Regions from separate parts of the Mus musculus genome. Here all the other regions are linked to region 5. A link is a contact called in public Hi-C, HiChIP or PLAC-seq and promoter capture Hi-C data. All regions are on one chromosome and are shown on one strand. The core of a region is the stretch at or near the end of the contact, and the rest is flanking DNA. Distances in the headings are between cores, read along the strand shown.

What was found. Promoter capture Hi-C pulls out the DNA fragments that hold promoters and counts their contacts. A called contact is a pair of places that touch in the nucleus more often than the background predicts. HiChIP or PLAC-seq counts read pairs in DNA pulled down with a chosen protein or histone mark.
Region 1: a contact with region 5 is called in an H3K4me3 HiChIP or PLAC-seq map of bone marrow-derived macrophages, with 6 times the contacts expected there. The contact joins the promoter of 4930463O16Rik here to the promoter of Appl2 in region 5. A contact is called at or near these places in 6 of 39 promoter capture datasets (the 3T3-L1 cell line, the C10 cell line, hippocampal neurons and 2 more) and 1 of 115 datasets of contacts at active chromatin or transcription factors (bone marrow-derived macrophages).
Region 2: a promoter capture Hi-C map of liver shows a contact between it and region 5, with 2.1 times the contacts expected there. The contact joins the enhancer-like site here to the promoter of Appl2 in region 5. A contact is called at or near these places in 2 of 39 promoter capture datasets (liver and pre-B cells), 1 of 484 Hi-C or Micro-C datasets (embryonic stem cells), 5 of 115 datasets of contacts at active chromatin or transcription factors (extraembryonic endoderm stem cells, neural tube, pancreatic cancer cells and 2 more) and 2 of 9 other capture datasets (adipose tissue and liver).
Region 3: a Hi-C map of bone marrow-derived macrophages shows a contact between it and region 5, with 14 read pairs. The contact joins the promoter of 1700028I16Rik here to the promoter of Appl2 in region 5. A contact is called at or near these places in 6 of 39 promoter capture datasets (cranial neural crest, embryonic stem cells, hippocampal neurons and 2 more), 3 of 484 Hi-C or Micro-C datasets (the N1E-115 cell line, bone marrow-derived macrophages and cerebellum) and 2 of 115 datasets of contacts at active chromatin or transcription factors (pancreatic cancer cells and stem cell-derived neural progenitor cells).
Region 4: a contact with region 5 is called in a Hi-C map of CD8 T cells, with 4 times the contacts expected there. The contact joins the enhancer-like site here to the promoter of Appl2 in region 5. A contact is called at or near these places in 1 of 15 datasets of contacts at CTCF or cohesin (large pre-B cells), 5 of 484 Hi-C or Micro-C datasets (CD8 T cells, the N1E-115 cell line, cardiomyocytes and 2 more), 8 of 115 datasets of contacts at active chromatin or transcription factors (astrocytes, bone marrow-derived macrophages, differentiating embryonic stem cells and 5 more) and 1 of 9 other capture datasets (embryonic stem cells).
Region 6: an H3K27ac HiChIP or PLAC-seq map of cardiomyocytes shows a contact between it and region 5, with 3 times the contacts expected there. The contact joins the promoter of Nuak1 here to the promoter of Appl2 in region 5. A contact is called at or near these places in 5 of 39 promoter capture datasets (the 3T3-L1 cell line, hippocampal neurons, liver and 1 more), 8 of 484 Hi-C or Micro-C datasets (the N1E-115 cell line, cardiomyocytes, cerebral cortex and 4 more), 19 of 115 datasets of contacts at active chromatin or transcription factors (the NIH/3T3 cell line, astrocytes, bone marrow-derived macrophages and 12 more) and 3 of 9 other capture datasets (adipose tissue, embryonic stem cells and macrophages).
Region 7: an H3K27ac HiChIP or PLAC-seq map of cardiomyocytes shows a contact between it and region 5, with 9 times the contacts expected there. The contact joins the promoter of E230014E18Rik here to the promoter of Appl2 in region 5. A contact is called at or near these places in 8 of 39 promoter capture datasets (the 3T3-L1 cell line, hippocampal neurons, liver and 3 more) and 3 of 115 datasets of contacts at active chromatin or transcription factors (cardiomyocytes, embryonic stem cells and stem cell-derived neural progenitor cells).

What each region holds. Positions count from the first base shown.
Region 1 is chr10:84,486,882-84,490,319 of GRCm38.p6, forward strand. 4930463O16Rik (RIKEN cDNA 4930463O16 gene) reads left to right here and starts at 1,412. Exons shown (of 4, transcript NR_108059.1): 1 at 1,412-2,300.
Region 2 is chr10:82,846,298-82,850,095 of GRCm38.p6, forward strand. The region is part of intron 3 of Gm38560 (predicted gene, 38560); the gene reads right to left. It also overlaps a transcript of Txnrd1 not described here. Among named protein-coding and RNA genes, the nearest start is that of Gm38560, 11 kb to the right of the region's middle. Within about 2 kb of position 1,989, at least 20 of the 459 cell types and tissues checked have an H3K27ac peak or open chromatin away from gene starts, as enhancers often do. A contact at or near this core is called in liver, where this site is marked.
Region 3 is chr10:82,810,248-82,813,993 of GRCm38.p6, forward strand. It overlaps 1700028I16Rik (RIKEN cDNA 1700028I16 gene), which reads left to right and starts at 1,876. Exons shown (of 3, transcript NR_038042.1): 1 at 1,876-2,112.
Region 4 is chr10:82,898,318-82,902,163 of GRCm38.p6, forward strand. No RefSeq gene overlaps it. Among named protein-coding and RNA genes, the nearest start is that of Eid3, 34 kb to the left of the region's middle. Within about 2 kb of position 1,569, at least 138 of the 459 cell types and tissues checked have an H3K27ac peak or open chromatin away from gene starts, as enhancers often do. A contact at or near this core is called in CD8 T cells, astrocytes, bone marrow-derived macrophages and 3 more, where this site is marked.
Region 5 is chr10:83,646,903-83,650,342 of GRCm38.p6, forward strand. It overlaps Appl2 (adaptor protein, phosphotyrosine interaction, PH domain and leucine zipper containing 2), which reads right to left and starts at 1,762. Exons shown (of 21, transcript NM_145220.2): 1 at 1,626-1,762. The coding sequence starts at 1,679.
Region 6 is chr10:84,438,940-84,442,781 of GRCm38.p6, forward strand. Nuak1 (NUAK family, SNF1-like kinase, 1) reads right to left here and starts at 1,729. Exons shown (of 7, transcript NM_001004363.2): 1 at 1,176-1,729. The coding sequence starts at 1,418.
Region 7 is chr10:84,516,281-84,519,895 of GRCm38.p6, forward strand. E230014E18Rik (a long non-coding RNA gene) reads left to right here and starts at 1,423. Exons shown (of 2, transcript XR_003948929.1): 1 at 1,423-1,809. Gm34405 (a long non-coding RNA gene) reads right to left here and starts at 1,382. Exons shown (of 4, transcript XR_380642.4): 1 at 36-1,382.

The sequences.
Region 1 (3,438 bases), core at 162-2,661, 840 kb after region 5:
ACAGGTTGCCAACACTGGGAGAACTCCTGGGTCTGACCACAGGAGGAGTTTCAAAAAGTCACCAAGACTTCCAAGCTCTGACAGCTGGGGACCCACAAGGGCTAAGGCATGAGATTTGAAAACTAGCTTGTGAGTACATGAACCCTGGAGTTACAACATGAAGATCAGAAGGTTCCAACCCCCTTCCCTGCCCCACCCCCGTGTTTGGAGTTGTCATTTATAAAAAACAAAAAAATCTGCCCCGTGCCTCTGTGACTTTCCATTCAAATAAAGGAAAAAGGCTTTCCACCGATTAATAACGCCACGAGGGCTTCCTCTCCACAGCCTCTGTTATTAATGGAACTGCCCTCCTATAATACCCTGGAGGCTATTCTTCCTCTAGCTGATATCTGAATCCATTGTTTATGACAGACTTTCCTAGTCATTCTATGTTGGGGTCACTGTGGTGGTTCAAATAAGAACAGATCTAATAGGCTCCATATATTTGAATGCTTAGTCACCAGGGAGTGGAATTCTCTCAAAGGAGTAGAAGGATTAGAAGGTATGACCTGGTTTGAGGAAGTGTGGCACTTGGGGTGGGCTTTATGGTATCAAAAGCCCCCCCTTGCTCTCTGGCTCTCTTGCTCTCTCTCTCTCTCTCTCTCTCTCTCTCTCTCTCTCTCTCTCGCCTGATGCCTCTGGCCAGAGGATCATCAACAGTCCAATATGGAATTGGCTACTACCCTTCTCGTTCCCCTTCTCCTCTTTTTCCTAATCCTACTAATCCCACTTTGTCTTATAGACTTCTTGTCTCGATCCAAAAGATTTCTAACCAGACATTTAATCAGTTTTTATTCCAAAATTTCCAGCCCTTAGCTCTGATGTCAGAGGCCTGTGACATTTGGTTATATCCTGATGGGAAAGATCAAACTTGCCCCCAAGGAACTCGATGCCCCCAATCAGCAGGAAGCAGTCTAATGATAATATCACCTCCCTTTATGACCCCTGACTTTGTCAATAGTAAACAAAAAAGAGGGGAATGTTGGCTATTCACCCAGCCGGACTTCCTTGCCATAGACTCCCTTTGTAAACTTTAGAAACTGTATACTTTGTCAACTTTGTAAACCCTCAAGGCAGGTTTGAGGACCTCCAGCAACCAGGGCCCATCCCCCAGATTTCTCTAACGGCCCACCCTAACGGTCATATTCTAACAGCTGTAACTGTCATTCCCAGCGCTGAGGCAGGAGAATTTCCAAGCCCCTCCCCACAAGAAAAAAATACCACTTATTATTTAGTAAGAAACTCCACCAATCCCTGAGCTCCCCCAAGCTCAGGTCTTGAAATCCCACCAATCCTCACCCAGGAAAGCTCTGCCTTGGAAAGCTCCACCCCCTAAGAAATCCTATATAATCCCTGCTTGCTGTCTTCTCCAGGAAACATAGGTAACAACCTCATGTACATTTCTCCACGCCCTGTATTCTTCCCTCCCAGTAAATCTCTTTTATGATGTTTGCTGCCTGATGTGACTCTCTCATCAGAAGAAGCCAAGAAGCAATGAAGCAAAGAAGGGTAGATGGGAGCAGGCTGAGGCTCCGGAGCTCAGCTGGGGATACGTCCCCTGGGACCTGCAGTGTAGAAGAGGAGCCGCTAGGGGGAGCTGATAACAGTGTAGCACTCCAGTTGACCAACCATATCCTCCATAAGGGCTGCAAGCCCTCTGCTAAGGTTTCCTCTCAGAGTTGTGTGGTTCCTGGGCTCCCACGTCTCAGAATGTCCTTCCTTTGCGACATTGTCCCACCTCAGAGCTGTGTATGTTCCTGGGCTCCCAAGTCCCAGGATAACTTTCCACTGAGCAGAAACACCAACAGTTGTTATGCCCAGTGCTCGGGAACCCCAGAAGAATGCCAGGAAGTACAAGTCCGATGTTAAAGAGACTCAGAGCAAAGTCTTTCCCACTGTGCAGGTTAGGGATGTGATGCCCGCATCCAGGGGCTTGGAGTATATATACACGTGCATATTCATAGGCAGAGCTCCTCGAACTTTGGGGTTACGTGACTGGGGAGGTGATGAGGGAAAGCTATCCTTCAAACCCGATAACGTTTGTTCAGGGCAAAACCATGCAGCTGGGAGGGGGACCCTCCTGACCTGGGAAGTAACTTTATGGAGCTATCAGGAGCTAGTGTATTTTTACATACTGGTTGCAGCTGTCTGGGAACACTTAATTGCCCTTCCTTCATGGTCCAAGCATGGGCCTTTTATCATTTCAAGGATGTTTGGTCCTTGTTCCCTTCAAGGGCAGGAGCCTTCTGCACCTGAGAAAGGTTGGTTATCAAGGAGAGTGACACAGAAGCAAGGGTTTGTTGTTTTTTTGTTCGTCTCTCTCCCCCCTCCCCGCCGCCCAGAGTAGGGGTGGGAGTCGTTAGGGGGAAGGGAGTGCCACCATGAAAAGGGGAATTGCAATATTCCTGCGCCAGGCTGGGCCTTCTCTGTTTGCCCTCTCCAAAAGAACTGGGGCATCTATGCTGAGAAAGGGGAGGAAGGGGGCTCTAACTGCACCAGTGGCCGGAAAGTGCAGAGGCAGGTTTCCTGCGTTTCTTCACAACTAAAAACATGTTCCTCTATGAAGTTTCCCTCTTTAATAAAACTTGCTGGGGCTTCTTGGAGCCCCTTTTCTCAGCTGGACTTCAACCTCATTGCTATGGTTTGAATGTGCCCACCTCCAAAATTGGGCTTTAGGAGCTAGGGTGCCAAGGTGACATGACCATAAGGTTTGTGCCCCTTACAGATGGAATTGGTGTCATAAACTCCTTCTTGCCCCTTTGCCTTTCCCGCCTTCTGTCATGTGAATCAAGCATCCTCCCAGAGAAGATGCAGCATTCAAGATGCCATTTTGGAATCAGAATCATAAAACCTTCCAGAACACTGACTTTGGACTCCCAAGTCTCTAGAACAGTAAACCAAATAGTTATTATTATTAATCTATTTTGAGGTAGGGGCAGCGAGCACCACCTCACTGAACAAATATGTGGTGGAGAGATGGGGAAAATAGACAACTGGAGAGTAGGGTTGGCGGGCTGGTGTGCAGCAGTCTGGAGCTTGTATACACGCAGACTCAGCCACTGAACGTGCTCCCTGGCTGTGGGTTCTCTCTAGCTCTGGGCAACAACGGAGGCCTGAGATAAGGAAAGCTTTACTTTCTGGATTAGACCTTCTCAAAGGATCACCGTGCTCCATGATGCTACCGGAGGCCACATCGGTGTCTGTGGACCATGCTGCTGCCCAGGCTGCAAGGCCTAAGATCTATGTGGACCTATGTGATTTGTGCCAACTGACACCTTGGTGATGTCCTTGGGCTATGATGCCCAGAAGGGGGTGGATAAAAAAAATGGTAATCTGAGTAGCACATGACGCTCACGATCCATGCAGCCAGCTGCTGAGGGCCTGGGGTAGATCAGTGGT
Region 2 (3,798 bases), core at 739-3,238, 800 kb before region 5:
GCTGGCCTCAAACACAGAAATCCACCTGCCTCTAGAATTAAAGGCGTGTACTACCACTGCCCAGCTTCATGTCTTTTCTTTAAGCAAGCTAAAAACAGAGGAGTGCTGGAGAGACAGCTCAGCGGCTAAAAGCAGAGATGGCTCAGTGGTTAGAAGCACTTGTTGCTGCAGAGGACCCAGATTCTGTTGTCAGCACTCAGATGGCGGCTCATAATCCCAGCTCCAGGGGTCAGATGCCCTCTTCTGCCTTCTATGAGCACCAGGCACACATGTAGCGCATATAAAGATATTCAGGCAAAACATGCATATATATGGAATTTAAAAATTGTTGAAAGCACAGAAAAAAACGGAAAAATATAGGCATTTGTGCCCCCATCCTTCAGTGTGCTAGGCACTGAGGCGATACAGACAAACAAGACCCTTTTAAAAAAGTCTTAATGTATTTATTTATTTAGTTTTTGTTGTTGTTGTTGTTTTTAGGTTTTTGAGACAGGGTTATTTTGTGTAGCCCTGGCTACACTGAAACTCACTCTGTAGACCAGGCTGGCCTCAAATACACAGAGATTCAACTGCCTCTATCTCCTGAGTCCTAGGATTAAAGGCATGCACCACCACTGCCTAGCCTTATTTTAATGTTTCATAACTCTGTGCATGCATATATGTCTGTATGGGGTAAGCACATGTGAACACAGGTGCCTTGTCGAGGCCAGAGCCCTTGGAGCTCCCTGGCACTGGTGTTAATTAGGCTGTCATGAACCATCTAAAATGCATGCTGGGGAACAGATTTAGGCCCCTGCAGGAGCACCCAGCCATCTCCATCCCCAGGAGAAAACTCTAGTAGAAGACAGAATCACAGTCTGGGGTGAAAGAACACAGGAAAAATGAAGGGTGTGACTGAGATTGCACCCATGGAGTTTGGGCTTGGTGCCATTCACCCAGAGATGGATATGGTGAGACTTGTAAGCAACACAGTGACCTTATTATAGCTATGCTGTGGGTCTCCAAGGTAGATAATAGCCGGGTATGTGCATGCCTGATGCTGTGGGGTCCAATGAAGATAGTAGCCGGGCATGTACACGTCTGGATGAGCTGGGGGTGCGGGCTGGAGAAGGCTTAGTCTATGGTTAAGGTTCAAGCTTTGGGAAAGTCTGCCCAGTAGATCAGAACCCAGATCTTCACTGAATGCAGATCCTGAGAGCTGTCCTTCCTTTTAAGATTTTCTATAGTGCAACATACATGATCTGGTTATGGTTCAGTTTGGCCACGTATATCCTCCAACCCCAGACAAAAATGGCTTAAAGTAGTATAAGCATAGTTTCCTTTCCTGAAGTCAGTCTAGGCACCGGTAGCCTGGCACTGGAAATCCGATATCCTGTATCCCTCGGCGTTTGTCTTCCCACCTGTTTTCTAAGGTGGGTGCCCAACCTAGCCAGCACTGGGAAGAGGGGTGAACGAGAACACACCCCTTCCATGTAAGACTATCTCCTGGCAGTTACGCACAACAACTTGCCTAGACTTATTGGACAGACTGTCATCACTTAGCCATATACATCCAAAGGGAGGCTGAGAAATGAAGTCTTCACTTTAGGATGTTGTATGCGTGGTGTCCGGTTAGTGACGCCAGTAATGGCTCAGACCGGCTCATCTGAAAAGACAGCACAACAGTTCCCACATGGGTGGAGACATATATGCCTCCAATTTAAACCACAAGTATAAGGCAGGTGCAGAGGCCTGGGAACAAAGGCCACTGGAGCTCCAGTTAGAGACAGACTGACTGACTTGGGTGACACAGTGACACCGTGAGCCTCCTATCTCAAAAAATAGAAACCAAAAACAAAACAAAATTCAAAACAAAACACAAATGTGGACACTTTGCAGGGTTGCCTGTGTGTGAGCGTCTTTTGTCTTTTTGGAGAAGCCAGTGACTGCACACTGAACTGGAGCCCAGGACATTGTTTTTCTTTCCTGCTAAAGGTGAAATCCACTAATGATTAACTTTGAGCCCCATGGCGACCAGTAGCACATAGTCAGGTCTCCTCCTCTACAGCCACGGACTTAGAGTTCCTGAGAGTCTTAAAGATTGAATAAACATTTTCAGTCTGTAGATAAGTGACTTAAAAAGCCCTAGGTGGTCTCAACTGAGGAATACCGAATGGCTGAGAAGCACCTGAAAAAATGTTCAACATCCCTAATCATCAGGGAAATGCAAATCAAAACAACCCTGAGATTCCACCTCACACCAGTCAGAATGGCTAAGATCAAAAACTCAGGTGACAGCAGATGCTGGTGAGGATGTGGAGAAAGAGGAACACTCCTCCACTGCTGGTGGGATTGCAAACTTGTACAACCACTCTGGAAATCAGTCTGGCGGTTCCTCAGAAAATTGGACATAATACTACTGGAAGATCCAGCAATACCTCTCCTGGGCATATACCCAGAAGAAGTTCCAAATGGTAATAAGGACACATGCTCCACTATGTTCATAGCAGCCTTATTTATAATAGCCAGAAGCTGGAAAGGACCCAGATGTCCCTCAACAGAGGAATGGATACAGAAAATGTGGTACATTTAAACAATGGAGTACTACTCAGCTATTAAAAACAATGGATTTATGAAATTCTTGGACAAATGGATGTATCTGGAGGATATCATCCTTAGTGAGTTAACCCAATCACAAAAGAAGTCATTAGATATGCACTCACTGATAATTGGATATTAGCCCAGAAACATAGAACACCCAAGATACAATTTGCAAAACACAAGAAAATCAAGAAGAGGAAAGACCAATGGGTGGATACTTCATTCCTCCTTAGAATAGGGAACAAAATAGCCATGAAAGGAGTTACAGAGACAAAGTTTGGAGCTAAGACAAAAGGATAGACTATCCAGAGACTACCTCACCTGGGGATCCATCCCATAATCAGCCACCAAGCCCAGACACTATTGCATATGCCAGGAAGATTTTGCTGAAGGGACCCTGTTATAGCTGTCTCTTATGAGGCTATGCCAGTGCCTGACAAATACAGAAGTGGATGCTCACAGTCATCTATAAGATGGAACACAGGGCCCCCAATGGAGAAGCTAGAGAAAGTACCCAAGGAGCTGAAGGGGTCTGCAACCCTATAGGTGGAACAACAATATGAACTAACCAGTACCCCAGAGCTCTTGACTCTAGCTGCATATGTAGCAGAGGATGGCCTAGTTGGCCATCACTGGGAAGAGAGGCCCCTCGGTCTTGCAAACTTTATATGCCCCAGTACAGGGGAATGCCAGGGCCAAGAATCGAGAGTGAGTGGGTAGGGGAGCAGGGTGGAGGGAGGGTATAGGGAACTTTCGGGATAGCATTTGAAATGTATATAAAGAAAATATCTAATAAAAAATAAATTAATTAAGTAAAAAAAAAAAAAAAACCCGAGGTGGGAATATCTGTGGCTCTTGTCTGCTGTTAGTGGAGAGGTTTGGTGCTGTGGAATTGTGTGCATGCCCAGCATGAGCTCTCCCACTAAGCTACAGCCCAGAAAACCGATCTTAATGTATTCCATGCGTTAGATCCGTCTCACGTAAAAGCAGGGCCTAGCAGGCAGGTCCAGCCGCGAGCGGCCCATATGAAACCCCAAGCTTTTAAAGTAACTTGGTTCTTTAGCATGAGCTTTCTAGATGACCACATCAGGTTGCCGTCGAGTTACAAGGCTGGACTAGCAGATTATTAGCTACCATGGCAGGAAGATCCTGCTCCTTCTGCCCCCCCCCCCCCCTCAGCAGGTGACCATGGCAGTTTGGGCTTTTCAGGAGGAAGGA
Region 3 (3,746 bases), core at 626-3,125, 840 kb before region 5:
AGACTGCAGAATCTCGGGAGCATTGGATGCCGTTATCCTGGTATGTGCAGCAGAAAACAAGAGAGACCCTGCCCCAAATCAAGGAGGATCATGAGGGAGGTGTCTGCAAGCACATGGGAACATGCATGCGAGTGCGGGTGCGTGCGTGCACGCACAGGCACACACACACAAGCAGAGAGAAAGAGAGAGAGAGACAGAGAATCAAAACCAAAAATTAAGTTTCAACATTTTACACAGTGAAATAGGCACCTGCAGTCCAGCAGCATTATCGTGTGGGCCATTCTATTACTGTTACTAAAACCCAGCATTTCCTTCAATACCTAATTACTATAATCTCCCCGGCACTGTGGCAGGCATTTGGACAACATCAAAGACAAAAGCACAAAGGTGATATTTTGGTGAAGTTTATAGTCCCAGATCAAGGCGTGGGCATAGGAGTCAGAGGTCAGAGGGGAGACTAGAATGTTCTTAGTGGTCAACGCAAAAACACGACTGTCATCTCAAAGGGCACGAGACACTATGACTGACTATGACCAGAGACCGCAGCTAGCCTGGAATAACGTGGTCCAGTGCAAAAGCTGCTATGTGAATTTTTGTAGTCTCATGGTTATGATTAGATAATCATAAATCAAGACCTTACTAGATACGTAGGTGGGTTTCAGCAATGCAAGGAAAACTCTTACAGGTTCGAGATGCTATCTGCCCATGTGTTCAGGCACACATGTGTAACCCCACACACACATACATACACACACAGGGGAAGGAAGAATAAAATCAAGAGTAAACATAGCAGTGCATGCCTATCTGTATATATATATATGTATACATATATATATATATGTGTGTGTGTGTGTGTGTGTGTGTGTGTGTGTGTGTGTATGTCATATAGCACACACGGGGCAAAAAACAGAGGCTCCTTAATTTAAGGTCAGCCTGGGCACTACATAAACTCTGTCTCAATAAATAAAACCTTAAAAAAAAAGGCAGCTTATTTTTCAAAAGCAGCATGGCAGGATGGCAAATTACCCCACTACCCATTGCCAGATAAGGCTGTGGGAGCAGAGTGGTCCCAAGTTCTTTAGAACCAAACTAAAGAACTAAAGCAAAACTCGGTTACCAAACAGTTTAGCAAGTTTCCAGGTGAGCCCTGGTTAGACACAAGACCCTACCTCAAAAACCACAAACATATTAGTAAAAAGCATCCAGAGGCACGGCTCAGTATAAAGGTGCTTGCCATCAAACCTCAGGAGATGAGTTTTAGTTTGATCCCCAGGACCCACATGATGGAAGGAGAAAACTGATCCCTGAGTTTTCTGTTTTGTTTTTACAAGACAGGGTTTCTCTCTGTAGACCAGGCTGGCTTGAATTTACAGAGACCCACCTGCCTCTGCCTCCCTCTAGTACTGGGATTAAAGGCCTGGATGTGCCACTACCGGCTGGCTTGAGTTGTCCTCTGACCTCCATATGACCTCGACATTAACCATGACACCTGTGGGCTACCTACACATTTTTAAAAAGTCAAAGAAAACAAACAAGTGTATGAGATCCACGGAAAAGCAAGCTGCTCCCAACCCCCATCCTCTCCCACACCCATCCCCATCCTCGCCCACTCCCATCCTCATCCTCACCCCCCCCACCCCCACCCCACCCTCACTCCCATCTCCATCCCAATACTCTCCTCCTCTCCCTCTTCAGGCTAGCTCTGTTGGCGCGGCCCATCGCTTATCTCTTCCCTGGCCGGCAGGGGGCGCGCGCCCTCCGCTCGCCATCCTCCTCCTCCTCCCGCGCGCGTGGACCGCCCCCCACCCCCCTCGCGTGCCGGGCTGCTCGAGAGCAAGGAGGAGGGGGACCGGAGGCGCGGAGGGCAGGAGCGGCGAGGGTGTGTCAGGTACGGCCGAGCAGCGCCTGTCCACGCTGCCCCGGCAGCGCGCTCCTCCTTGCTCTCGAGCAGCCCGGCACTGCCCTCCCGGAGCTTCCGAGGAGTCGGCTGCTGGGCCGGAGCGGAGAGGGGCACAGGTCGCCAACGGGCCGCCCTGCCTCAGCCGCAGGTTCTCAAGGGCGTTGGTGGCTCCACAAGCTCGCCCGCCCGACCTCTCGCCGCCCCAGACCCGTGTAAGCATCTCCCGCGATGGTTTCAAGTAACCCCCATTTTACAGGTGAAGAAACCGACGCTCCAAGAAGTTAGGAAACTTGCTCACTCAGAAATCTGCCTGCCTCTGCCTCCCGAGTGCTGGGATTAAAGGCGTGCGCCACCACGCCTGGCTGTTTTTTGGGGGTTTAAAAAGATACTTTATAAACAGGTAGAAATATAAGCCAAGTTACTCCCCAAGTTACCCAGGCCAGAGTGGCAGAGCTGGGACCCAAGCCGATGCCATTGGGCTGTAGGTCTCTGGCTGTGATCATTGGTTACACGGCCTCCCCCACATCCTTTATAGGTCCCAAAGGGAAATAAAACACTGAACCCTGGCTTCTGCCGAGATGGTGAGATAGGGGCTCGCCCCACGTGGGATGCATAGCTGATGAGGGAAGGTTGGTAGGGTGTCTGGCGCAGGGTCCTTCCCTGCATTCCAGGTCAGGGAGCCCCAGGGAAGGACAGGAAGGCAGAGGACCTAGAAGAGCGCTTATGATGGGGAAGGGGAGGTCTTCGGAGGGATAGGACAGTACCCGCGTGAAGGGTGGATAGCTCCTGTGGCCATCGCTTCAGTTTCTTCTCACTTATCACGAGGGAGTTGGAGATGTGTTCTAAATCGATTTCTGTGAGGCACCTACTCTTACTAGGTGGTTTTTTTTTTTTGTTTGTTTGTTTGCTTTTTGTTGTTTTTTAAGATTTATTTATTTTATGTATATGAGTACACTGTAGCTGTCTTCAGATACACCAGAAGAGGGCATCAGATCCCATTACAGATGGTTGTAAACCACTATGTAGTTACTGGGAATTGAACACAGAACCTCTGGAAAAGCAGTCAGTGCTCTTAACCACCGAGCCATCTCTCTAGCCCTCTTAACTAGTTTTTGTTTGTTTTTTTGGGGGGGGTATTTATTTATTTTGGTTTTTCGAGACAGGGTTTCTCTGTGTAGCTGTGGCTGTCCTGGAACTCACTCTGTAGACCAGGCTGGCCTCGAACTCAGAAATCTGCCTGCCTCTGCCTCCCGAGTGCCGGGATTAAAGGCGTATGACACCACGCCCGGCTGTTTTTTGGGTTTTTAAAAAAATACTTTATGCCGGGCGTGGTGGAAATATAAGGCAAGTTAACTCCCTGCCCTGGCTTTCATTGGCCTAGATACTACATCAGGCGGTCTCTGTTCCTACCTTGCCAGAATGACGGTGTCTATTGTGCCGTTTTACGGTTTTCATTTTTATTTATGTGTGTGCGCGTGCGTGCCTGCTTGTCTGTGTGCACCGTGTGCTTTCAGCTGCCCAAGGAAATAGGCATCCCATCCCCTGGCACTGGAGTTGCAGATGGTTGTGAGCACCTGGTATGGGTGCTGGGAACCAAACCCACATCTTCAGTAAGAACACTAAGTGTTCTTTGCCTTTGAGCTCTTTCTCTGACTCCTTTTTCTTCTTTCTGGGGACCTGAACTGGGGTTCTCACACCCACAAGGCAGGATCTTAACCAACGAGCTGAAACTTAAATTTGGGCCTGCTTTATGAAGCAGCACTTTGTTCCGGCCATTTTTCTATACTTTACATGCATATGGGCAGGAGACACGCTCCTTGTACGACACTTACAAAGGATGCTAGGA
Region 4 (3,846 bases), core at 319-2,818, 750 kb before region 5:
GTGGGAGTCACTTTTTTCAGGATTTTAGCCAGTTTTTCAGGATTTTAGCCAGTTTTTGGATACCAGGTTGGAGGCCAGAATCGAGCCTTTGGCACCAAAACTCAGCCTCAGTTCCCTTGTTACACCTTGACAGGCAGGTGTAACTTTAATTTTTTTTAATCTTTATTTGTTTATTTATTTATTTATTTATTTATTTATTTTTTCAAGACAAGGTTTCTCTGTGTAGCCATGGCTGTCCTGGAACCCACTTTGTAGGCAAGGCAGGCCTCGAACTCAGAAATCCGTCTGCCTCTGCCTCCCGAGTGCTGGGATTAAAGGCGTGAGCCACCACCGCCCGGCTCTTCATCTTTATTTTTAATGATGGTTCTTAAACATTATAACCTCCCTTTTAGCCTATCACCCACTAGAGGTAGTGGGAAAGAAAGGATAGGGGCGAAGTGGACCTGTTTAGAAAGGTTCTGTGTTGTCTGGAAGTCAGCAGGCAGCGACAGCTCATCCACTCGGAAACACTTCCCAGACAACACCAGCAGTCCAGACAAATCAGTATCAAAGTCAGGAGAGCAAACACAAATCAGCATTGGTGGTACGACCTAGCAGAAACAGCCAGGCCTCAGCCTTAGCACAAGTTAGCAGGAGGGACCAGGAAGGACCCCAGAAGACTCTGAGATCCACTAGCCCTCTCTGTAAGCAAGCCTAGCTCCGCCTCCTAGCTCCTCCTGTCCTCGGAGTCCTATTTATACTCCCTCCTCCTGTCCACGGAGTCCTATTTATACTCCCTCCAAACAAACATCACATGCCCTCCTCGGATCTTACTTCAGCATTCGTGTCTGTCTCAGCTGATATCCCTCTGCCAATCAGCCTGATTCCTCGGAAGCAGCAAAAAAACTGCAGCACACCACCAGAACTTTTTTGGTGTGTTCCTCTCTATAGGCTCCTGACAAATGCAGCTCAACTATGCCATGTAAGGCAGACCAACACATGTGCGTCATTAGCAAAGAACCCTTCATCATTTGTCTTTTCACGTGCTTTAGCAGAACATCCTCTCCTGTGTCTGCGTCAGCTAAATGTTGTCTGCCTTAGCCATTCACACCTGTGTCCACTTCATGTGTTTGCCCCAGCAAAACACCATCCAACCGACTTTCCAGAGAACCCTTCCGTTTCCACTTCATCTTTGAGTGGCAGTGCTGTGAAGGGGGTGGGGGGAGCAGCCTGGAGGACAGGAGCACTGATACACATACAGGGAGTGCTCACTATTGCCTGGGCTGAGGGTCACACTTCCGCCTCACCCCAATCCCTGCCCTGGGTGTCTTAGTTTGGGTTTCATTGCTGTGAAGAGACACCATGACCAATTCAATTCTTATAAAGGAAAACATTGAATTGGGGCTGGCTTCTGGTTTCAGAAGTTCAATCCCTTATCATGGGGAGCATGGCAGTGTTCTGGCAAGCATGGTGCTGGAGGAGCTCAGGGTTCTGCATCTTGATCCAAAGGCAGCAGAAGGAGACTGACTGGTTGTAGCTTGCACATACATAGGAAATCTCAAAACCTGCCCGCACAGTGACACACTTCCGCCAAACAAGGCCACGCCCACTTCAGCAAGGCCACACCTCCGAATAGTGCCACTCCCCATGAGCCTATTGGGGGTCATTTTCATTCAAACCACCACACTGGGGAATTGCTGGTTAGTGTTTCTTGTCAAGTGGACACAAACTAGAGTCACGTGGGGAGCGAGAGGACCACTGAGGAACTGCCCTGTTCAGACTGGTCTGTGGGTTTGTCAGTGGGGCAGTGCCCAGACAAATGATTGATGTCGGATGGCCCGGCCCACTGTGGGAGGTGCCATCCCTGGGCTGGCAGCTCTTGTGTAAGGAAGTCAGTAAACAGCGTTCCTTATGGCGCAGGTTCTCAACCTTCCTAAGGCTGCAACCCTGTAACATAGTTAGTTCCTCATGTTATGGTGACCTCCAACCACAGAGAGCCATCGCTCTACAGTCTCTGCTTCAGTTCCTGTCTGTAGGTCCCTGTGCTGACGTCACTCGGTAACCGATTGTTACCTGCGAGTGTAAGTTGAAGTAAGCCTTTCCTCCCCGTTAGTTTTAGTCAGCATTTTATCACAGCAACAAAAGAGCAAACTAGGGCAGTAAGTGACAGGCAGCCAGCTAGCTTTGGGCACATTGTGTTTCCACCTCATTCCTGACCTAGACCACCTGGGGCTGAACCCCAGCTCTGCCTCCCGGTGGACAGCCACTGATGGAGACTCTGCTTAGTGTCACTGTTCCCTCAGGTCCCTCATCTGTAAAATGTGAGCTCATACTTTGCAAGCTGGCAGACAGATCCACCTTTTGTTCAGTAATGAGCCGGAAGCTGAAAGACTGAAGTGTTGTACCAGGGCCCCACTCTTACCCTCTCCACCCGGCTTTTCAAAGGTGCTTGAATTCGCCAATGCTCCCTGCCAACCAACTCTCATGGAGGAATTTTACACTTTCTTGGGACTGAGAAAGCACGCTGTGACATACCGTAGATTGTAATGCTCCCTCCCCTTGTTTCCATGGCAACTGCCCCTTTCCGACTTTCCCTGCATCTCTTGCTGATTTATATTGCCTGTATCAATTCTTCCAACATCCCTTCAGACTATTCTGATCAAATTGCATAACAACCCAATACGTGTTACTGTGTGCCTACTCCTTTGATCTTCAGAGGGTCCGGTAGGAGTGGGGGCTCAGCAGGGTCTGCCAGTGAGGAGAGAAAGTGGGTATCAGGGGGTTCTCAGTCACCCATGAGCATTGTTTTGTTTTTTGTTTTTCGAGACAGGGTTTCTCTGTGTAGTCCTGGCTGTCCTGGAACTCACTTTGTAGACCAGGCTGGCCTCAAAATCAGAAATCTGCCTGCCTTCGCCTCCCGAGTGCTGGGATTAAAGGTGTGCGCCACTACGCCAGGCTATCCATGAGCATTGTTAATGTTGCTAAGATAGCGGCAGCTGGGTCATCCCAACCACTAAGTACCACGAACAAAAGCCCAGCATTTGCCAAAATGCTTATTTAAAAAAAAAATGCTTCTGAAGGTGAAGGCACAAACCTGAGTAAAGAAGCACAATGACCCGCTCTTTCACTGCCTACACCGAAGGCTCTCAGCCTGGAGCCAGTTGGATCTGGTTCCCAGACAGCTGAAGATAGGGTGCTGAAAGATGGCAGTTCAGAAATACAAACGTGCTGGAGAGTGAAGACTTCCGAGTAGGCCTGAGGGGCTATGGAGAGAAGCACTGCGCAAGAGAACCTGGAGGCGCTCCATCACACGCTGGAGCTCCACAGGCACAGGGGACCCCTGCGCCTGAGATGGTCTGCCCCCTGCTGTCTGCCCTAGGAACAGCAGGCTAGCTCCTACCAGACTACCAGCGAGTTTTATAAGGACAGACATTTGAATGAACAGGGACCCAGAGCCACTAATCCATGGTCAGATGACTTGCTAGAACTGAGCCCTCATCTTGTCACCCCCAGACATCTCTCAAAGGTCCCACCAAGGTATGGGCAAGATGGCTCAGCTGGTAACTGCACCCACCGCCAAGCCTGCTGACCGCGGGAGGGAAGTAAAGATCTAACACCTTGAAGCCATTCTCTGAACTCCTTCACACACTTACCTCCCTCTGCACAAACACACAATAACTAATTAATTATTAAAAATGCCAATGTCGGGCTGGTAAGATGGCTCAGCGGGTAAGAGCACCCGACTTCTCTTCTGAAGGTCCTGAGTTCAAGTCCCAGCAACCACATGGTGGCTCACAACCATCCTTAAGGAGATCTGACTGGTGTGTCTGAAGACAGCTACAGTGTACTTACATATAATAAATAAAT
Region 5 (3,440 bases), core at 512-3,011:
ATAAAAAGTACTTAAAAATATTCCTTACGAGAAAGGCAACAAGACAATTGTCTGAATTAAGTAAGGGCTTTACCACTTTGCAGGGACGCCAACTGTCTAAGAATAAACCTTTACTGTGGACAAAAATATTTTTTAAAATTAAAAAGAATGTCAGGTAGGAGTAACAATGACTCTAAACATCTTCCGCCCCCCCCCCCACACACACAAGCTCAAAATTGTAAACCATACAGACGAGATATAATTTTAGACTATTCCGCCGATTTCAAGACCATCTGCCCCATGTTCCTTGTTTTCTGTGGAGTTTCTGCAGATGAGAACACCGGACAATTAGAAGCAGAACTGCAGCCCAGGTCTCAGACTCATTTATGCCATTCAGAAATGGTGCGCACCCATTAGAGGCCTCAAAACTCCAGACTGTGCGATGTCTGTGTGCCTGGCTCTGCCACCATCACGACTGGTTAGGGAAACGGTCTGTCTTTGACCTTCCGTGTCACCAAGTACAAAGCAAATGGAAAGCCCTATTCACAACCACGGTGGTTATGATTTCCACACGCTTATGTTCAGATCCTAACGACAGGGGAGGAAGGCTGAAATGCTTTCCAACAAAGGCTGGGGTCCAAAGCAAACACCTGACATCCAGAGCTGTATAAGGAAGCCTGCGAAGAATTAGCACAATACATGCCAGTCTGTTTAAAAAGTTGAATCAGTTAAAAAACAAAACAAACAAACAAACAAACAAAACAGGCTGAGCATAACAACACATCTGTAATCCCAGCACCCAAGATGTAAGTTCAAGGCTAGCGTGGTCTACAGGGCAAGTTTTCAGTCCAGTTATGGCTACATAGTAAGACCTTGTATCAAAACAAAACACAACAAAAAACAAAATCCCAAGTAATGGGAATACTAATTATCACAGCTTGCTTACATATCCTTGCTCCTCTACATGGGGACAATCATTCAGAACTGAGCCTAAGACAGGCACACACCGATAGCCCTTTTGATTTATTCTGCAAGGGAGAGATGGGGGAAATGTAGGTAAACTCATCAAACTTCCATCTGGGAGGTACAAGTTACTTTGGGAGCCAAGGAAGAAACCCGAAAGAAGAGGAGAGACTGTGAAGAACAGCTTGAGCCTTTCTAGTTTTTTCAGGACCGGAGATACTAGAGGATGAAGGTATTTATTTAAATAAGCTAGGGATGCCATACCAGGAAAGGGAATAGAAGATCCCTGGGGAAAGTCCTGTGACTTCTGAACTACTGTCACTATGCACTATCTCAAGCTCAAAGGGCTTGATTCACATCTCCACTATATTAATGAAGCCCCATCACCACCACCCTGTGGCACAAATGGGGCAAATGTTGGAATTTTCTCTTCCCTGGGTCGACTTGGCGATGGATCCAGGTTTTCTGTGCTTCCTATTCCGGCCCCTGCATTCATTAGGTCTCGTGGACTCGTTAGTACCAGCAGCGTCTGTGTGGATAGTGCTGTCGCCTTCTTCTGCACGAGACACTGCTTGAAAACCTTGTTACCCTGCTAGGGAGCTACTACTGTGGGACAACGACTGCCCGACCTCCCCGAGCGCCGGTGGGGCACCGCGGCTCCCTCCCAGCCTTCCCGGGGGTACCTGGGGGCTGTCCTGCAGCGCCTCCTCCAGCAGGAGCTTGTCCACGGCGGGCATGGCGCGGCGGCGAGGGAGCGCGGGATGCGAGGAGGGGACACTCGGCGCTCGGGGACTTGAGACTTAGCTCGGAGCCCGCGCCTGCCCACTCTCCGCGGCCCGCCCCTCAGCCCGGCCCCCCGCTGCCGGGATCAACAGGAAGTGTGGCAGGCGCCGGACATGTAGACAGTCCGGGACAGGACACCGGAAGTGTGGCGACCACGCTTCCGTCCGATCCCGGGGCTTCGGGCCCCTCCGGCCAGCGCAGCAGCACCGGGAGGTTCCGGCTGGAGGCTGCCCTCCCCGGTGCTCGAGGCTGCCCTCCCCCGTGCTCATGGCGCATCTCCGGGTGGGACGATAGGCTTTTATCTTCTTGCGGTTCTGCAGATTGCTCTCTCTGTGTGGGAGGAGATAAGAGTGAACAGATTTTGCAGTTGTTCTCTGGCCTCTTTTTGGGGTGTGTGGGGGGGGGGGCGGGGGTAGGGAGTCAGGCTGTCATCTAACTCGCTGTGTAACTGAGGATGATTCTAAATTTCTGATCCTCTTGCCTCCACTTTCAGAGCGTGATGGGATAACAGACTTCGACTACCAAACTGGAGTTTTGTGCAGTGCTGGGGATCAAACCCAGGGCTTCCTTCAAGTTAGGCAAACCCTCTACCAAAGTAGCCACACCCCCAGCCTTGGCGTCTTCTTATTTTATTTTTTAATTTGGGTTAGAAGATGGGCTTGGGTAGAGCAGGAGAGATGGTGTAAAGGACATTGCAGAAGATGTGAGTTTGCTTCTCAGCACCTGGTAGGAGGCTGTGGCATGCACCTTATTTCCCGTAGGGACATGCATGGGCACACTCATGTGCACGTATCTCCCATAGGAAATGCACACACCATTTAAAAATACAACAAGACAAATTATATTTAGTGTGTGAAGTTCAGAAGACAAACTGTGAAAGACTTTTCTCCTTCCAACCATGGGGATTCTGGATATTAAACTCAGGTCTCAGGCTTGGAGATAAGTGCCCTTAACTATTGAACCATCTTACCAGCCTCTGGCCTCTTTTTTTTTTTTTTAAATACCAGGACAGGCCCACACTCAAACAGTTCAGAGCACAGACATTACGTGTGTGTGTGTGTGTGTGTGTGTGTGCGTGCGTGCGTGTGTGTGTGTGTGTGTGTGTGTGTGTGTGTGTGTTTTCCGTGATATTCAGATCACTGCTAAATGATTTGGGGCCATATAATTAGGTCTCATCTTCCTGGTTTTTTAAGGTTTTTCGTTATGGAGAATTTCATAATGAAATTTTCGGGGTTAGAAAGGATAGATTATGTAGTTCTGTGATGTCATTTAAAAGTGAGAAGAAGGGACACTGGAGAATGAGATACTTTACTCAGGACCCTACAGCGTAGGCTGGAGAAAGAAGAAAAGGTTGTGTAGAAGGTCAGAAGTGGAATTTGACGTATATTAAAGGCACGAGTTTCAATGGATTGACACATAAAATCAGTACTATTTGTCCAATGAGGTGTCACCAAAATTACCAGGAGAGTATGATACTGCACAAATTCTATGTCTTATGGGAACTACCTGAGCAGTTAGTGTTGGTTGTGAAATCTGTAGGATCAGGGTCACCAGTGAAGAATTATTCAGATTAAGTTAGCCCCTGGCATACATACCTGTGAGGAATTAAGTTACTAGAGGTGGGAAGATGTACCCCAAAAGTGGATGGCACTACTCCCTAGGCTTGAGTCCTGGACTATGGAAGAGGATGAGAGTGAATACCAGCATTCCTTCGC
Region 6 (3,842 bases), core at 479-2,978, 790 kb after region 5:
TACAAGAGCAAACCTTGCTGACCGCAATCAGTTTCCACAGAACTATCTCTATATAAATAAAAAAGAAATACTACCAACACACTGACAGTTCGCTTTGCCCTCCCTGTAGCTACTGGTTAGGTTTATAAGCAACAGCATCCTCCCCCAGTCCCCCAGTACCCCGAAAAACTGCACACACGAGAAGCGTCATAGTTTCTGACTTTGGCCCTAAATCGATTAAAGTACATCTGATATGCTTTAAATCAAAGAACCATGTGCATTTCTGCCATACACCACACAAACTCTTTCTGCAAGAGTCAGTCACTTTGAACCCAACTCTAGCCACAACCAGTGTGGATTTCAAGGGCCTGTTCTGCAGAGGGGGAACCGACAACAATCCAAAACTGGGACAATACTGAGCCCCCGAGGCACCTGGCAGAGCTTCAGCTGTATCGGGTGCGGCCGGCCAGACCCCTTGAACAATTTAAGTAGTCCTGAAGCCAGGACCTGGTAAGGCAAGCGAGCCTGCTGCAAATCAACTCTGGGACTGAATGGCCACCCCTGCCAGGGACATGTCATGCTTGCCAGAGGCGGGAATGCAAGCTGTCAAGAAACCTCAGACATTCAGTAGAAGCTTTTAGGTTTGATAGACAGGAGGAGTCTGTCTTTTGCAGCAAGAGCAGCATCAGGGTAAGCAAGCATCCCAGTGGAAAGGAGAAGTGGGACTGCAGGTAGATGGGAAAGAAGCGGGGGTCCTGAGCAACTACAGGACACCACACTTTCGAGCCCAGCTTCATGGCTGATAATGTAGGTCTTTTTGGAGTTTGTACAAATAAGGAACTCCCGGACAAGGTCTGAAGGTGTGTCTTTGGGGAAGACCCCATGTTCTCAAAGCTGCAAAATGTGAATCCTAAACACTACTTTGCTAGCTGGGGTAAAAAATAAAAAAATAAAAAAGGTGGGGTGAGAGAAGCCCCCAAAATATGTGCAGACAAGATGTAACAAGTGTTTTCGGAGATATACACCTGAGTCACGGGGTGCTGAAAGGAAAGTGAGGAGTCTGACTGGGGGCTTCTGCTGAAACCTTTCTAGAGAAGGGAGCCCCGGTGGCGTGGTGCCCCCAGACCGTCTCCCCGCCCCCATCTTGGGCCACCAGGGAACCAGCTCGAACCCCTCCAGGAATTTCCCTTACTCACCACTCGGCCTGAAAACCTCTCGGTGGCTCTCTTGACTTTGCCGTAGGTACCTTTGCCCAGGGTCTCTTGCAGCTCATAGCGATGCTTCAAGTTGTGTTTGTGGTGATGTCGCTTCACCCCGTGCGGCTTCCTGGGCTCCACTGGGGCTGCAGTCGCCCCGGCCACCGCCTCCAGCGGAGAGCCCGGCAAGCCGGTCTCTACAGCAGGGCCATCCCCTGCCGCGGACACTGCCGCCCCTTCCATGACCAAGCGCAGGGCGAGCCGAGTTGGAGAGGGCAGGTCCCGGCACAGGGGCTCGGGGTGGTCCCCACCGAGGGAAACCGGGGTGCGTTCAAGGTCGCCCCCGCAGCAGCATTGCTGAGACGACCCGACCTGGCTCTGGCTGCCGCTGGGGCACTAGCGGCGGCGGCGGCGGCGACTGCACATCTGGCGTCCCGGGCGCGCACGCTCGGCGCACCGCCCCCTGGCCAGCCGCGGCAATCTGCGGAGCGTCCGGCGAGGTGGCAGCGATGTCAGGGGAGGCGGTGGTGTTGGCGAGAAGGAGGGGAGAGGGTGGCTCCGCGCGCTGGAGAGGAGTGTTATGTGGGGCGCCGCGCCCCCCGCCCCCGCGCCGGGAGGACGCGCAGACGGGGCGGGGCGAGAGGGGAACGCGGGGCGGGCGCCCGGGTGTCCCCACCTCCGCGCCGGGCCACCGAGCAGGGAGGGGGCGGGGTGCGTGTCGTTGTTCACTCTTTGTGCGGCGCGGCGCAGGCCGGGGCGGCGGCCCGGCTGCTTTGTCCTCGCCGGGTGGGGACGCAAGGTCCCGGGTGGGTCGAGGTGGAGGGGTTGGGGATCGTCAGTGCTCTTGTCCCCTCCCCGAGCGTCCCGCACTCACCCTCCGGAACTACTGCGGGCCGTCCGCAGCTAGCTTGGGCCGATCGGCCTCGGATAAAGGTCGCAGGTCCCCGAGGCCGCAGAGGCGACAACGCACAGAGCCAGGCTCACGCTCTGTGGCCCGGGGCTGTAGCCTCCTGGGCCACCCTTCTTCATGTTTGTTATGGTGTGGCGGAGGCCGCCAGGCTCGCTGGAGCAGGGGGAGGCTGGGTTGAAAGGAGGCCCAGCGGTGTTGGGTTACCGGCGGTGAGTCACAGTCCCCTCCAGCCGCCGAGGCCCTGCAGGCCCCCAGCTCCGGCACGGTCAGGGCAGGGCCCTCCTGGAGCAACCGCGGAGCCTGGAAAGTCCCCGAGAGGGATGCTTCGGAACCCCGGCTCTCTCAGGGAGAAAGGCGGAGTCAGGAACGAAGGGAGGCTCGAAGGAGGAACCCGGCCCTTCTCCAGGGCTCCGATCTCCCGGTAAAGTTCGGGAGTCCAACAGGGACCAACACCTAAGAGGAGGGAAGTGGGGGCCTGGATGGAGCTGGGTCCCCTGAGCTGCCCAGCGCCATTGGAAAGACCCCTTTCCGACAAACCAAGGCTCTGAGATAAGCCTAGGCCTTGGCCTGCTGAGCAGTTCCTTGTCCAAGCCAGAGGCCACTTGCAGGCCTCTTGACCCCCTCAGGCGATGGGAATTTTCCTTTGACTAAAACGGCCAGATCTCACCCCACCAGGTGAAGGTCAGGCAGGAAGGCCTCCCAGCAAGGCTGCCCTGGTTCTCCTGAGATGAAGGGAGGAAAAATAAGACATGAAAAAATTAAAGGTATCTTGAGAAATTTTTTAAAGTAATTTCACATAAATTACATTGTTCCACACTAGGGTGGGAAGACCGACCAGGAAGAGCATCTGGTGTAGTCTCCAAGTACTGGCACTTCCTTCTGCAGCCCTCAGGTTCCTCCCGCCCTCCAAATTCCTTCTGACTTCACTCTTGTCTACTTCTCACCTTACACTGGACTCTAGCAACAGCCTGTCTTCTCGAGACGCCCCTCGCCCCCACCCCTGTTGTCAGAGTCATGGCCTGAAACACACCCATTGTCGGCCCTCACTCCTCCGCTCAGTTCTGGACTTGATAATGGTCTTATCTCCAAACTTTATTTACTTATCTTACTGATGCCTGAAACCCTCGGCCGGTCCCTGCCTACCTTAAAAGCACTCACATAAGACAAAAAAACGCAAAGACCATGCCCCAGTCTATTCGTTCCACTAGCCCTTTCAGGGACACCCTCTCCTTCCCCTCCCCCTCCCCATTCCCCATCCTGAAACTGTAGGCAGCTTTTAAATGGTCTGTAGACATCCCTGCATGTAGATTGAGAGACAAGTTGGTGGCCTGCAGGGAGAGCTCCCACCCCCACCGGATTGGTTGGATGACTTAATCTCTTAAGACTTTCATTTGTTCTTCAAATATGCATTAGTGGGTCTAATTGGTTTTAGTTTTTGGTTTGGATTTCAGGTAAATAGATTGTCTCTACATTAGTAATTAAAATGCCAAGTGTTCTGGTCCCTTCCCTCCCCCAGCATGTGGTAGGAAACTATTACCCCACTGCCCCCTTCAGGGTCATATCTGGCTATATAACTTGCCTCGGTTGAAAGATTCCATGCAGGTACCACAATCACTGTGTCTTCCACCTGGGAACTTAGTTACAGAGTAAAGTGCCTTGTCCCATGTCCTCATCTTGACAAGCAGTGCACAGTGGGCTCAGGCTGAGACTCCCTGTAAAGGGAACAAGAAAGTCCCCCAGGAAGATTGGACTGGAAA
Region 7 (3,615 bases), core at 173-2,672, 870 kb after region 5:
ATCCAGTGTCCTCCATCCTGACCTTATAATTCTACCTCGGAACTCCTCTCCCCATGAGAGCCAATTAAGAAAATGAGAGGTTGGAACTTTCTAAATATCGGTGTTTCTAAGACTGACTCCATGCGAGCACATGGCCTAAGACAGGGGAAGCTGCACCCAGTGTGCAACCATCACTTTCCACAGAACATGACCAAGTACCCCAGCACAGGTGGCTCTGCCCTCACCACAGGCCCATTGCCCAATCGGCCTTGCTCAGGGTGTCAGGAACCAACACGCTCGCCTGGCACAGCCTAGAGGAAGTGCCACACCTTTTGCAGCAGCTCTGATCCTTCACTTGCTGCCCGGCGCTTCCAATCGTTACTTAGGCTGGCACGGGGCCAAGACAAGTAACCAGGGAGGAGGAACAAGGCCCTGTCTTGTCTCCTGAACCAGTTGGTCTGAGCAGTTTGGGTGAACAACTTCCTCTCTCTGAGGCTGTCTCCCCATCTGGGGAAAAAAAAAAGACGAAGGTTTAATTTGAGCCCCTTTAATCTTTACTATGCAAGGCCTGTTTGTTGCATGGTCTGTCCCTATCAGAATTATTCACGTTGATTGATCGTGATTACAGGCCCACAGGGACTGGTGGTGAGTCGGTTATCATGGGCTTTCTGATTTACACTATCGTATGTCTGATGCGTGAGTTTTCTCCCTGTGTTTCTTCTCCTTACAAAAAGTGACCATAGGGCCAACTGTCTTGATATGCTCCTTTGATCCCAGGACCAGTCTGAGGCAGGAGAATACTGTTAGTTCAAGACCAGCCTGAGGCTGCATAGTAAGATCCTGCAACACCACACACACACACACACACACACACACACACACAATCACACACACACACAATCACACACCCTTTAACTGGGAAATTTCCCTCACATACAAAAAGGGTCATGGAGTTAATTAAGGGCTGGAGAGATGGCTCGGCTGCTCGGCTGTTAGGAACACTTGCTGCTCTTGCAGAGGACCCAGGTTCCATTGCCAGCACCTATGTTGGACAGGTCACAACTATCCACAGCTCCAATTCCAGGGAATCTGACACCTTATTCGGACCTCTGAAGGCCTGGACATGTGTCAGATGCACACAGACACACACACACACGTAGAGCTCCAAGTAAGCTCAGCCTGCTTTCTTATAGAGCTCTAAGTAAATACAAGTGTTCTTTGCTTAGCACAGCACAGTTAGACACTGATGTACTCACTAACTGAAAAATACATAGGTGAATAGAGTTTTGCTTTCAGTCTTCCATTTTTATAGCACATCATTGGGAGGGGGGGACTTGGTTCACCACTTACTATGACCAGGAAATGTTCTGAACAAAGTACTTAGCCTCCTTGGAGCCTTCACCTATCAAGAAACGGGGCAGGGTGGGGCAGGGTGGGTTGCTAAACATAGTGCCTCCCTGTGTGGCTGTCATAAAGCCTTTAGAAGAATGACTGTGCATACTCAGTACTCAGGAAGTGTTAGTTACTTGGTACGCCTCCTAGAACCAAGCATGGTAACTTCTCTGCAGATACAGAGATGAAAGACCCAAACACGGAGGGTGCCATCCAGCAAGAAAGCAGTCATGCAAGCCATTGTAGCACAGAGGGAAGAGGCTTTCCGACCAGCAGCCTGGAGGGTGGGGTCCTGGGTGGAGCATTCAAGTCGGCTTAGGGTTCAGGTTCAGAGATGGAGCAGTCTGATTAGGAAAGGAGGAAGATGCTGGAGATGTCATAACAGAGGAAAACAGCCTCATGAGATCCCCAGGAGCTGATGGCAGGAGCCAGCCAGAGGTAGGCATGGAAGATATAGTGGGAAGGGGACACAGACAGACAGACAGACACTTGGGAAAGGCTGTGCTTGTGATCTATGGGGGAGTCCCCAAAGACAAGCCAGAGACAGGAAGGGCAGTGAGGCACAAACACCTGTCTTCATTTCTTCCGGCCATTTCCTGTTTCCCCACTGGACCAGGATTACAGTGAAGGCAGGACTCCATCTGTCTTGCTGTCTGTCTCCTTCATGTGCAGCAGAGTGGTGTTCCGCAGTATCATGAGCCATGAACCAGGCTGCTGGTGATTAGCCTCCGATCCCCAGTTATGGGGGTAAAGAGGAGGCTGGGAAGAGAGGGTGGTGGTGTGTTAAGGCTTTATCCCCCGTGATGTGGAAAGGGAGAGTGTCCTAGTTAGGGTGAGCATTGCTATGATAAAACACCACGGTCAAAAAGCAAATGGGAAGAAAAGGATTTATTTCAATCACAGTTCTGTATCAACTGTACATCGTCAAAAGCAGTGAGGGCAGGAACTCAGACAGGGCAGGAACCTGGAGGCAGGAGCTGATGCAGGGGCCGTGGAGGGGTCCTGCTTACTGGCTTGCTCTGTATGGCTTGCTCAGCCTGCTTTCTTTTCTTTTTTTCTTCCTTTCTTTCTTTTCTTTTTCTTTTTCTTTTTCTTTTTCTTTTTTGAGACAGGGTTTCTCTGTGTAGTCTTGGCTGGGCAGTGGTGGCGCATGCCTTTAATCCCAGCACTTGGGAGGCAGAGGCAGGTGGATTTCTGAGTTCGAGGCCAGCCTGGTCTACAGAGTGAGTTCCAGGTCAACCTGCTTTCTTATAGAACCCAGGGCTACCAGGCCAGGAATGGTACCACCTGCCATGGACCACCCCATTTGGGTATGGGGTCCCTGGAATGAGGGTCCTCAAAGCTAGGTGGGTAAGAGTTTGGCAGTGACAAACAGAAACATAGAGGCAGTTTGAATCTGAGTGTATTTTGCAGCTCCCAAGCAGGGGATTTTATATATTAAAAAACCAAACATTACATCTCTTAGAAACTATATCCAATGAAACAATCACAGATACCAAAAAAAAATCATTTGGCACAGTAAAGCACAAAAGTTATCCAAGCATTACAACTCTGAAACTATGTATTTAGTGAACCACAAACAAAACAGGTAACATCATTATAAATCATCAAAATATAACAATTCTAAAAGGATGTATTCAGTGGGCGCTGTCATCCAAGGCTTGTGGCATATTTCCAGGAGCAGGTTAATAAATCTTTAACGGTCAGTGCCCTTAACCACTGAACTAACTTTCCAGCCCCATGGTCAATTATTATTTAATATCCAGTGCCTGATTTTTTTATAAATCTTCAATGTATAAATTTAAACTATTGTAATTCTTTCTAATTAAGGCTTTCTTTACCATATACCAAAATCCATCTCTGATGACACACATGTATCCATATGAGATTTTATTGTTGGGAAAGTTTTTATCTATCATAATAGCTTTGTAAATGATTTAGAAAGTAAAGCGTTGGTTTCCCTGGGGATAAGGTCATGTTAGTGACCCCCATCTCTAGGGATGGTTTCTTACCCATTATTCTCACTTAAGATCTTGGCCTAGGCTGCCAGGAACGTGTAAATAAGAAAAGGAATAAGAGAAAACAAAACAGATAGATTGTCATAAGAACTACGGCTCAATATTTTTTTCTCCGGCGAAGAGTTCCACAACCGGTTCCAGGAGGCCTCCTCCTTTTGAGGTTGATCACCTTGGTCTGTCACACAGCTCCTACTGGAGGTGGTGTGGCAACCACCCACAATGAGCT